3 separate regions of the Sus scrofa genome follow, and all the other regions are linked to region 2. Evidence: chromatin contacts called from public promoter capture Hi-C data. All regions are on one chromosome and are shown on one strand. Each heading gives the region's core, a stretch centred on a gene start, on an enhancer-like site or on the middle of the called end of the contact. The rest is flanking DNA. Distances are from core to core; before and after follow the strand shown. Region 1 holds the start of TAX1BP1 (tax1-binding protein 1). Region 2 holds the start of HOXA13 (homeobox A13). Region 3 holds the start of HIBADH (3-hydroxyisobutyrate dehydrogenase, mitochondrial).

Evidence for each region. Promoter capture Hi-C pulls out the DNA fragments that hold promoters and counts their contacts.
Region 1: a contact with region 2 is called in a promoter capture Hi-C map of fetal liver, with 4 times the contacts expected there. The contact joins the promoter of TAX1BP1 here to the promoter of HOXA13 in region 2. A contact is called at or near these places in 2 of 5 promoter capture datasets (fetal liver and fetal skeletal muscle), 2 of 47 Hi-C or Micro-C datasets (embryonic fibroblasts and heart right ventricle) and 1 of 2 datasets of contacts at active chromatin or transcription factors (skeletal muscle).
Region 3: a contact with region 2 is called in a promoter capture Hi-C map of fetal skeletal muscle, with 5 times the contacts expected there. The contact joins the promoter of HIBADH here to the promoter of HOXA13 in region 2. A contact is called at or near these places in 3 of 5 promoter capture datasets (fetal liver, fetal skeletal muscle and liver) and 1 of 47 Hi-C or Micro-C datasets (embryonic fibroblasts).

What each region holds. Positions count from the first base shown.
Region 1 is chr18:44,907,733-44,911,622 of Sscrofa11.1, reverse strand. It overlaps TAX1BP1 (tax1-binding protein 1), which reads left to right and starts at 1,358. Exons shown (of 16, transcript XM_021079294.1): 1 at 1,358-1,515.
Region 2 is chr18:45,371,578-45,375,255 of Sscrofa11.1, reverse strand. It overlaps HOXA13 (homeobox A13), which reads right to left and starts at 1,816. Exons shown (of 3, transcript NM_001195342.1): 1 at 1,736-1,816; 2 at 895-1,213; 3 at 1-176. The coding sequence starts at 1,816.
Region 3 is chr18:44,983,500-44,987,304 of Sscrofa11.1, reverse strand. It overlaps HIBADH (3-hydroxyisobutyrate dehydrogenase, mitochondrial), which reads right to left and starts at 1,895. Exons shown (of 8, transcript XM_021079217.1): 1 at 1,687-1,895. The coding sequence starts at 1,777.

The DNA of each region.
Region 1 (3,890 bases), core at 109-2,608, 460 kb after region 2:
GTTTTATAGCGTCTGGTCTTATATCTAGGTCTTTAATCCATTTGGAGTTTCTTTTTGTGTATGATGTTAGGGAGTGCTCTAATTTCATTCTTTTCCACGTGGCTGTCCAGTTTTCCCAGCACCACTTATTGAACAGGCTGTCTTTTCTCCATTGTATATTCTTGCCTCCATTGTCATAGATTAGTTGGCTGTAGTTGCTGGGAAGAGTAGCACTTCTGAAAAATTCTGCTTATAAGGGTTCACTGCCGTATTTACATTGCTTAAGAGACACAGACAACCACTGGAAGGTTGCTACCAGTAAAGCCAGGTGATTACTGATATTATCACACTATCTGTAATCTAAGGAAATTGGTACTAAATGTTCTATAAAGGTTCTTCTGAAATCTATCAAGTATGATAAACAGAACAATACCAAATTCAAATATTTCAATATATAGGAAACAAATCAGTTAGCAGATATTGAGAACCCTTATTATCAAAGGCATTGTAATATTAAATATGTTGGAAGTAAAGTATATTGAAGAAGATTTTTGTACGTTTTGAATTTAGAAGATGCTTCAACATTTGACCTGATCTAATTTATTATCCTTTCTTCACCTGTGATGTTGCAAATTTTATCAGGGTTTGACGGCAACACAAGTACATGATTGTAAGAGACCACACTTGCCCCCGCGGAGTTATGATTTAAACTGAACCCCTACTCTAGGAAGTCATAACAAATGACTTTAGAAATTATAACTGAATAAAGGATACAGGACTAAATAAATTCATGCACGCAAAATAACGGATAACAAAAGCAGTTAACTCGAAGAAATGCGGGTAGAACGAGCAAGAGGAAATAGAATCATAAAGCACTGGAATTGCAAACTCCTAAGGGAAACCGAGGTTTCACAAGGAATAAAATCTCATTGTTAAGCAAGCACTGGGCTGGGCCAGGAGTTTGAAGAGAGTGATGGATTGCAGCCCCAGCCACGCGGTTGCTCTTTCGCTTCTTTGGTTCTTCACTTTCTGATCCACAAAAGAGATTCGCTTGGACAGATTTTTAAAGATCCAGACAATGACCTGGTGCCAGTTTAAACACTATCCTTTCCACTTAACTGGTAAATTCCTTGAATTTCCGGTCAAAGTAATAATTAAAAAGCCCAAAGGACCCTGTTTGTTTACGGCCAGGTCTCTGAGCAAAACCGGCAGGGCGGAAGAGGAGTAACAGCCGAACCGACGGTGAAAGCCGGTAAGGAATTGCCCGTGGCCCGGCCACAGGCAACTAACTGCCAAGGTGATTTAACGTCCAGAACAACCTGGTTGGTGTTCCAGCTGACCTCGCGTGGCTGCGGCGGCGGCGGCGGAAGGGGCGTGTCCCTGGGCGGAAGTGACGTGCTCCGGCTTTAGGCCCGGGGAGGAGGTGTAGCCGGTCGGTAGAAGGAGGCTTTGGTGGCGGAAGAGGATCGGGGCTGATGGCGGCTCAGGCTCAGAAGTCTTTTTAACACCCTTATCTGCCCAGGAGCTGCCCACTCGGTAAGCTCTTTCCCCTGCCTGCCCCACCGCCTGGCGCGGGGCGGACCCCCGCTGGAGCTCTTTGGGGGTTCGAGAGACTCCCCCCCTCAGTAGAGACTAGGGGCCTGGCTGATCTCGGGAATGGTCGCCCTGGTGACGAAGCTGCCTAGTGACAGTGCCTTCCTTCCCGGGCTGCGATTGTGACGGGGGTGTGGGCCACTTCGGTTAGCAGTGGAGTTGGAAAAAGCGACCGGTGGCCGCCTCACAAGGCGGGGAGGCCCTGGGCTAGGCCTTCGCAATTTGGGGGACCTGTGTGGGGCGTGGACCCTTTGGCTGGGGGCGAGTGACGCGGTGGGCCCCCCGGAGAGGACCCTGCCTCGCCCGAGGCTCAGCTGCGGGGTGAGTGTTTTGAGGGCAGCGTGTGTGCTGTCGACGTAGATAAACTTGGGAAAACATCTAGGTCGCCTCGGGTGGGACGCTCGGGCTTGCCCGTGAAGGGTGAAACCCAAGTGTTTTGGTTTGAGTCGCCGGCAGATTAGGAGGCGGGGACTCGGTGCGCCGCCTACGTCTCGGGGCCGCGGGCTGGGTTAGCTGTTTTGGTTGGATCACCGACTTCACCTGGGCCGCTGAATTAGCAAACACTTTTCTTTTGTTTATAAGTGGCTCTACGCCGAGTTCTCGAAGGGATGTTTTAAAATCTTGGGAGGAGAGCCACGTTTGTCTTTGCTTAGGCAACTTTTCCTGATTTCACAACTCTCCCTCCCTCCGGCACCCCGGAGCTCCGCAGGTTGTGTACAAGTCCCGGCAGGCGTTCGTCGTTTCGGGGAATCTTTATTAAGAGATTAGTATGTGCGTGCATGTTCTGATAAACATTTATTACCTGATTGATAATTTGGGAACGCTGTGACGTTTGACTTTCTACGTACGCTAGGTTTTTAAGTTTCGGAAAGTAGTTAGGAATTGCTGTTAAAAGTCAGGCTTGGGAAAATCGTAACTTTTCAACTCTGCATTCCGCTAATTGTGGAATATTTACAAGATGCAGGAACAATTGCTAATTGTAATTTTGGAGCTCAACTCCAAAAGCATTTAGAGAGATCATTTGAGTAACATGTTAATCCAAGAAGTGAGCTAATTAACCTTAAAGTGCTATTTCCCGCATAGAAGAGGGCTGAGGCCAGTCTTTCTTTTCGTGCTTATCAAGGATCCACTTAGGAGTTACCGTCATGGTTTAGTGGTTGGCGAATCCAAGTAGGAACCGTGAGGGTGCGGGTTCGATCCCTGGCCTCTCTCAGTGGGTTAAGGATCAGCGTTGCTGTGAGCTGTGGTGTAGGTTGCAGACGCGGCTCGGATCTGACCTTGCTGTGACTGTGGTGTAGGCCAGCAGCTACAGCTCGGATTGGACTGCTAGTCTGGCAATCTCCATATGTCGCTGGTGCGGCCCTAAAAAGACCAAAATAAATAAATAAATAAATAAATAAAAGGATACATTAGAAATAACTTACTAGCTTTGGGGTTTTTTTTTTTGTAACGTCAAAGAATATCCTATTTTTATTTTTTAGTCATCACATTTTTAAATTGCACACTCCTGTTGACAATAATGGCTGCAGCCGTTTGTGTAGAATTAAACTGTAAATGCCTTTTCCTTAACAAAATAACAGATATTTTGGAATTCTAAGTTTCACCCTTTTTTTTTTTTTAATTTTTTTTTTTTTCCCCACTGTACAGCAAAGGGGTCAGGTTATCCTTACATGTATACATTGCAATTACAGTTTTTCCCCCACTCTTTCTTCTGTTGCAACATGAGTATCTAGACATAGTTCTCAATGCTATTCAGCAGGATATCCTTGTAAATCTATTCTAGGTTGTGTAGTTTCACCCTTTTTAATGATATATATTTATGAAAGATTGCAACCATGCTCCTTTTTTACTGCTTTGGAGGAATTATCTTACATGTGATGTTTATTGAATTGCATCCTTTTGGAATTTGGATACTACTCAGTATCACTCTTGGCTTTTTAAAGTTTATTTTGCCCCATACAAACTCCTACGAGAAGATAAAGATTCTCTCCCCTCTAATATATATGGGCCAAGACCATGGCTTTTTAGAAACCAACTTTTAAAACAATATAAAAATTAAATATAAGTGGTGACACCTGGGCAGAATAGCCTGCTATTCAGCTGTGAAGAGTTTTGGAGATAGGGAAGACTGTAAGAGTGCACATCAACAGACTGATTCTTTTGTTTCTGCCTCCCAGAAAGATTGTTGATAAGAATTTTTTGGTTTGTAAACCAGCTGATAGCCTTTTTTTTGAGCTGAAGTGTGAATAATTGGAAACTATTAGAATATTAGACTTATTTTTTCCTTCCTGATGTTCAGTTTCCTCTAGGACTAAAGT
Region 2 (3,678 bases), core at 567-3,066:
AACCTGCCGCTCGGAGAGATTCGTCGTGGCTGATATCCGCCTCCGTTTGTCCTTGGTAATGAATTTGTTTGTAGCGTATTCCCGTTCGAGTTCTTTTAATTGCACCTTGGTGTAAGGGACGCGCTTCTTTCTCCCCCGTCTGTAGGAGCTGGCATCTGAGGGATGAGAGACCACGTCTGTAAGATAGGGAGAAGGCAAGTTAGGGAGAGATCAGATCCAGACCAGGGCACAGGCGACAGACAGCTCTATTTGAGCCACCTCCTTGCAGTGCCCGGCTGCCCTTTGCCACTCGCTGTACTATCCACCCTTTCTGCCAAAACCTGGAGGGTGGGTGGGGAGGGTGGCTAGTTCCACACTGAAATGAAATCGCTCAGGGCTCCAATGACCTCCCCAGATCAGGTCACTCTGCCCGCACAGCGGGATTCGCTAGATCGCCCAGCCCAGGGGCCCAAACATTAACACCAGGCTCAGGGGACAATACTTCCATGCCTGGGTCCTCTCTGTAGCCCCAAAGCCCCAACACTTGATGCTTCCATACTTAAGGCCTTTTTGAGAAAACGAATATGGGCAATTTGGTAAACCATTTCCAGGTCAGTTTCCCAACCTTAAGTCGATGTCAAGCGCTGGGGAGGGCGGGGCGCAGAGGAAGAAGGAAGCCAGCCAGGGTCCCCACAAGCTTCTTCCCAGCCATCCCTCACCCGGGAAGAGCCAGGAGCCCGCCCAACTCAAGGGCAGTGCGGGCAGCGCCAGTCAGCCGGGGTGGGCGCCCGGGGGTGCAGCACCACTAGGGCAGGCCAGGGAGAGCGCGGAGGGACCCGAGGGGGACCCAGGAACGAGCAGAGGAGAAGCTGGAGCAGAACCAGAGGACCGGGCTGAGAAGGGGGTGCCATTTACCGGGCAGAGTGGACTTCCAGAGGTGGGGAGGCTGCGCCTGCTCTTTGGGGCAGTACATTTGGCCGTTCCAGCCGTTGGGCAGCGCCCAGGGCTGGTAGCTTTCCATGGGAAGACCCAGGGGCTCGTGGCGCGACTCGCCAGGGCCCCCGAGGCCCGGCACCACCGGCATATCCAGGTAGCCAGGCACGGGTTGATGGTGGTGGTAAGGCCCGGGTGCGTAGCCCTGGTGGTAGAAGGCGAACTCCTTTGCGCGGGAGCTGAACTCCTCGGCCGCGGGGCCGGCGGTGTCCATGTACTTGTCCGCGAAGGCGGCGGCGGCGGCGGCCGAGGCGGGCTGCGCGCACGACTTGATGGCGTTGGGGTGCGGGCCCATGCGGGCGCAAGGGTAGTAGCCGCTGCCGAAATAGCCGTAGGGCAGCGCTGCGGGCCCCGACGAGCTCTGCGCCGCCGCGGAGCAGGGACTGCACTGCTTGGCGGCCTCGGCGCCCGCTGGGCCCGCCGGGCCCGGCCCTCCCGAGGACGACGCCGCCGCCGCCGCCGCTGCAGCGGCGGCGGCGGCGGCAGCGGCGGCGGCGGCCGACGGGGGCGCCTCCCCCGGCGCGCTGCTGTAGGCGGCCGCGGCGCCGGGTGCCAGGGGCGCCGGGTGAGCCATCAGGTTGCGGCACTGGTTGGCCGCGGCCGCCGCGGCTGCCGCGGCCGCCGCCGCCACGGAGAAGTTGCCCCCCGCGGCCGCCGCCGCCGGGTGGGGGAAGCCCCCGCCCCCGGCCCCGGCCGCCGCCGCCGCGGCCGCCGCGGCCGCCGCCGCCGCCGCCCCTTCCATGTTCTTGTTGAGCTCGTCGGCCACCAGGCCGCCGCCGTTGTCGTAGAGAAACATGACGGTGGGCTCGATCCAGCGGGGGTGGAGGAGCACGGAGGCTGTCATAGCACGAGCCGCATGGAGAAGACCCCAGTGGCGCTGTTTTAAAAAGCCCCCAAGAAGTGAAGAGCGCGCGGAGCGGGGCCGGGGCCCGAGCGAGGGGGGCGGATCGCGCCCCGCAGGGTCGCGCCAGGCGGCCGCCCATTGGCCCGGCCCCCCCACCCCGCTCCGCCCACGGCGTATGCAAAGCGGGCGGCTCCAACCCCGGCTCGGCTCTGCGCACCCGCCGTCCCCGCCGCCGCCGCCGCCCGCGCCTTCCCCAGCGCCAGCGCCCGCCGCGCGGCAGCGCACCATTCACCCAGGGGAGAGGCGGGGGATGCGGGCGGGTGGGGGCGGAGGACCGTGAGGGCGGGGCGGGGAGGGAAGGGCGACTTCCCCGCGGCTCCCCTTCTCTTCCCGGTCCCTGCGGGGCCCAGAGCAGCGTAAGGCGGGAGGGGACGGGCGAGCTGTGGGGCTTGCGACCTGAGGCGATGGCAACGACAGGTTAGGTAAAGCTGCAGACGCATGGGAATGGTAAAGATGGTAAAGACGCGACGCGGAGACCAGGCTGGGTGCTTCCTGGGGCCTCGGGCGCTGTTTTCTTTCCAGGTATCCGCGCCTCTTTCTGCAGCGAGACGCCAGCACGGGCACTTGCGCTTTCGGCTTCTACGGCGTCGCGAAGTGGCTCTCTTTCCAGGGGAACTGTGTGTGTGTTGGGGGGGGGGGGTTGCGGATGCGTCTGGCTCCCGGGTTCCAGGACGTTCCACTGGACAGCTTGGACTGCATGTAGGAGCTTCCTCCCCTTCTTTGTCCACCGTGTGGGTGGGCAGTGTCCTGCACTCGCCCTTAGGCCGGGAGGCTCAGAACGACCCATCACACCCACACAGACTCACGCACACAGCCAAGTGTACTCCCTGGTCACGCACTCACACTTTTGTATACAGACTGTTCCTCACTGGGTCCCAGTGACAACTCTTCCTCCTTCGGAGACTTTGAGAGGGAGAGAGCGATCGCTGCGCTTCGTTTTCCAGTGCTCCCACATCTCCAGCCAGGCTGGCCTGTCTTGGAAGAGAAACAGGCCCCATCTGGGTTCTGAGATGGGACTCGATCCCCCCTTGGGGGGCTTAATGAGGCTTCACCGAGCCTGGGCAGGAGCTGACTCTCCAGGCCCCTGGACACTCTCTATTTCACTGTTTTGGGACAGGAGAAAGGGACTCCTTGGGGCCATGCGTTCCTCCCTCCCCCAGAGAGCACTGGGGAGAGCACGGTCTCCAGCCTGCAGAGGGTGCCCGGTCCTCCTCTGCCCAAGAACTAGCCCAAGAAGCTTTTTCTCTGTGCCTGGGAAATGCGACCCTTTCCTGAGAGCGCGGTGGAGTGTTGGTGCTGGGAGAGCCACCATGTTTTGGTGAGGGGCTCTGGGGGTCCTTGTCACTTGGGCGTCACATACTTCCATCTCCGATTGTGGTCACTGTGAGCTGGTCAGAGGCCCAGAAGGGGAACATGCATTCAAAGTGAAAGTGGGTGCGTTCCACAGGAACATCAAGGTTGGGAAGAGTACTGCCCTTCCATCCCAGGCAGACTGGTGAGCAACCAGGCGTGAATCTGCCCTCCTGTCGCAGATTGCAGACTCAGCCCTAAACTCCCAGGGCACTGCAACATCCCCAGCCCCTACCCTCCACCCCAGTCTGCTCTTTAAGTTTCCTGGTCTTCCTGGAGTGTCCAGACCAATAAGGCTGGGCTCCGGCTTTTATCCGCCCTCATCTCTGGGTTTGCCCAGACCAATGCAAGTGTTTCCCAATAAAACCTTCTATGATCCCCCGCTCCCCATACACACACCCAGTGTGCCTTTTCCCTCCCGCTTTTTTAGTAGCTCCGGGTAAATATTGATT
Region 3 (3,805 bases), core at 646-3,145, 390 kb after region 2:
AGAATCCAACAAACACTTTTGTAGTAAACTAACAAAAATGTTTAAAATAATTCCACAGGGTAAAAACAACTACTGAAGCGTTTTAGACAATCATCACACAGACACACAAAAAAACTATTCAAAATTTGTCATAAACCTATTAAAATGTCAACATCTTCAGGTCAAAGAACAAAATCATATGCCAAAGTAGTCTACCAGCATTTCCAGGTAGGCCTTTCCAATCTACAGAAGCAATTATTACAGTCACAAGCCTCAGACTTCCATATGAATTATAAGAACTTCTATAACATGAAAAGGTTCTTCGAGGGTCATTAAAACATTGTTAGAACATCGTGAAAAACCACTAAACAGCACACATATCTTCCTTGACTAAACACAACTGAAAGAATTGTTCAGTCATGTGAAAACTGGTAACTCCAATTTGGAAGGACTTTTTTGTACTTCAATACTTGTAGCTCAAACAGTGGTTACAGTCAAGTTGGGCAAATTCTTTGAGTTTGTATCTTATTCCTATGATTCTGTATCAGACATCTGTTCTTTCTCATCACATGGAGTTTTCCCTTTTCAAGGCAAAAAAGGAAATTCACTCTTCTGCTTAGGTTTTTAGCAAGGAGGAGGAAGAGAAGCTGTTAGGAACGCAACTCCCAGTCTGCTACATTTTTAAAGCAAATATCGGAAAAAATTAATACCAGATCTTTCCCCAAAATCCCAAATATGAGCACGCTAAACAGTGCATTGTTAAAACAATAAAACTTGTACAGGCAGACAAGAGCGGTATCCCCACAAATCAACCGATTTTTCAATTAAAGAGGAATCCAGCTGTGGTATAAAGTGCAGGAATCGGTCCTGCTGTACTATCCTAATTCGCTTATCCAAGGGGCTTCGGGTTCTCTCATCTGAGAAATGCAAGATTATTAGATCTCTGTAGATCTAAAAACTGCTTCTTCCTAAACTGATGGTTAGCCTCCGTAACTTCTAGGGGTATGGGGGGTGGGGGAGAGAAGGGAAACAGGATAGGTTCAGGTCACAATTTTGAGGACGTTGAAAATACTCCGGTTAATTATTTGACAGAAGTGCCATCTTCAGGTAGCAGTTACACAAGGGAAGTAGGGGAAAGCTCGCCTTGCCAGCCAACGGTGACTTAAAACTGTGCTGCAAAGACTGATCACCCGGGTTTTATAGAGTCCACAGGAGTAAAAACACCTGTAATGATTAAGGCATTTAAACAAAAATCAAGTCCTGTGGCCGGAGGGCGCGCCCACCTAGGGTGGAGAGTGCCCCGGGGGCGCTCAAAAGCCAACCTGCGCCGCAAGGCCAGGGGTCACTCGGGTGATTGCAGGGTCTCCCCTGGGGCTGGGCCTTCGGATTGTCCTCAAAGTCTTAAATCCAAAGAAGCATGAGTCGGACCCAAATACTCTTTACCCCAAGCTCTCTCCATCCCTTCCTAAGTCCCGAAAGTACGCTGAGCCCCATACAAGTGGATCCGGGGTGGGGAGGGCAGGGGAGAAGCAGTAGCGCTGCGAGCCTCAAACGCAGAAGAGGCCAGGCCTTAGCACCAGCAAAAATGTTGAGTTTTAAGCCCCAACCCAACCGCAGCGCCTCTGGTGAAAAGACCTCTTTGGCCGTCCGGGCGCGGGAAGCCGGCGGCCGGAGGAGGGTCGGGGGAAGGTGACACGAGGTCCTTACCCGCTACAAGGCTGGCCGCTGCCGGCCGCTGCCGGCGGCTCCAGTACAGGAGGCCAGAGGCGGCTCCACGGAGCCGTAAGGAGGCTGCCATGCTGCCCCCGCCCCGCCTCCCCACGGTGACCTCCTCGGCTCCCGGCTCACCCACTGACTGCTAGGGTGCGTGGTGCGGCGGGCGGGCTCAGCTGCGGCGTGTGGCCGCACGCGCACGCGCTCTGCCGCTTGGGGCGGGCCCCTACCCACAAGGGGAGGAGCGCGACCTCGAGAGGCGCGGCCCGCGCAGTACCTAGGCCGTCAATCCGGGAAAGTGGACCAATCGGAACTCCCAGGTTCTCCGCCCTTTGAGAAACACCAATAGGAGACTTTCTGGGACGCTCAGCGCCTGAGCCCTGGCCCCGCCCCCATACTCTTCCCTCATTTGCAGACCGCCGGCTGAGGTCTGCTTGTTTACTAAAGTGCAGAGGGTGTGTGGGAGGCGGTGGCTGTCACTCACTGCCGCCCCCTCCTCACAGCACCTGACCTCCCAGAACCGCCCCCTCGGAGTGTTGTAACTGCCCGAGTTGCTTCCTTGCGGACAAGGACCTAACTTTGACTCGGCCCTTCGCTGCAAAATTTAAGCAAAAGCAGAAATTCCCAGTCTTCCCAAGTGCAGGGATCCATTTTTAACCTCAAAAATCCGTGGGTCTCCTAATGTTAGCATTTGTGTTTTTAGTGTCTGTTCATTGAGAAACAGCCACAGAAACCTAACTGTTTCAAACTTGTTTGATATTATTTAGCCCAGCAGTTTATTCCTAAATTTGAAAAATGGTAGGGAAACAACATTCTTCGCTTTGAAGGACAGAATTACTAGCAACTTGCACTCTCTATTCCAATATATATTTCTGTACTGTTTGAAAATTATGCATCCATTTCATAAGCAAAAACTAAGGGTAAATGAAAATGCAAAAAGTAGTGTGGTTGTAGGTGTGTCAGAGAGAAGGATTTGTGCATTCTTCTGTCGGTGCTTGGTGTGCATGTTTGTTTTTTTCTTTTCATTTATTTATGGCTGTTTGTGGCATGCAGAATTTCCCAGGCCAGGGATCAAACCAACCATGGCCACAGCAGTGACAACACCAGGTTCTTAACCCCTAGGCCTCCAGTTAGCTCGTGCTGTACGTATTTGAATCTCTGAAACGGATAATCGCAGGGCTTCCAATCCTCACTGACCCCATGAAAGGGTTAGGAGCCATGGGCACACCAGAAAAAGATTTGCCATTTTTATAAAAAGGAGGAAAGAGAATGAGGAGTGGATAGGGCAATAGGAACCACTCCTTGAAATTTATTTTATTTATCCATTTGCCTAGGCTGTTCTTACCCAACCTTTTAATCTAAGTAGCAAAATGAACAGTCATATGACTTTGTCCTTTTTTTTTTTTTTTTTTTTTAACCTCTGCTCAGTCACTGATGTTGAAATTACCTAAAGAAATTGGATAATTTCCAAGCAGGTTCTCTAAGGGTTCACGGCATGCTAGCAATGTTTCCAGAAACTGGTACAGCGGGCAAGGTAGAGAAACAATTCTCTTCTTTGGTTTTCTCTCCACCCCAACTGCCTACTTCACATCAAGATTATTTCAACTATTGGGACAGTCTCCTAGATTTGGGTCTCTGCCCAAATCTATTTATTGGTTCCTGGAGCATTTCCTACCTGATCCTCTCTTCCTGGTTTATTTAGGGTTTAGCTAGAATAGACCTCCTGCAACCAATAAATGTAGCCCTACAGGTTTCTATAATTAACTGTTGAAATGCCTCTAACTATGTCAACCTACATAGCAGAGCTATTTACAAAACAGGCCCACCTATCAATCGCTCTCCCAGCTCCTAAAGTTTATATCCCAACCCTCTTGAGGGTTTATATCCAATCAGATGGTTTTTGTCATTTTTATTGTGAGCTACTGTTTTTGTTTCTCTGGGTTGTTTAAAGGACTCTCTTCTCGAAAATGAGTATTTCTTTACAAAAGTCTGCCTCTAGGAATAGCGTTCTCCTAGGGCTGGAAGGGGGAAGAAGGAGCTCACAAAGAAGAGCAAACAGAGCTGGATCTTTTTAATGTGCTTTTTTCTTTTTAAACTGATGTGACAGCTTTGA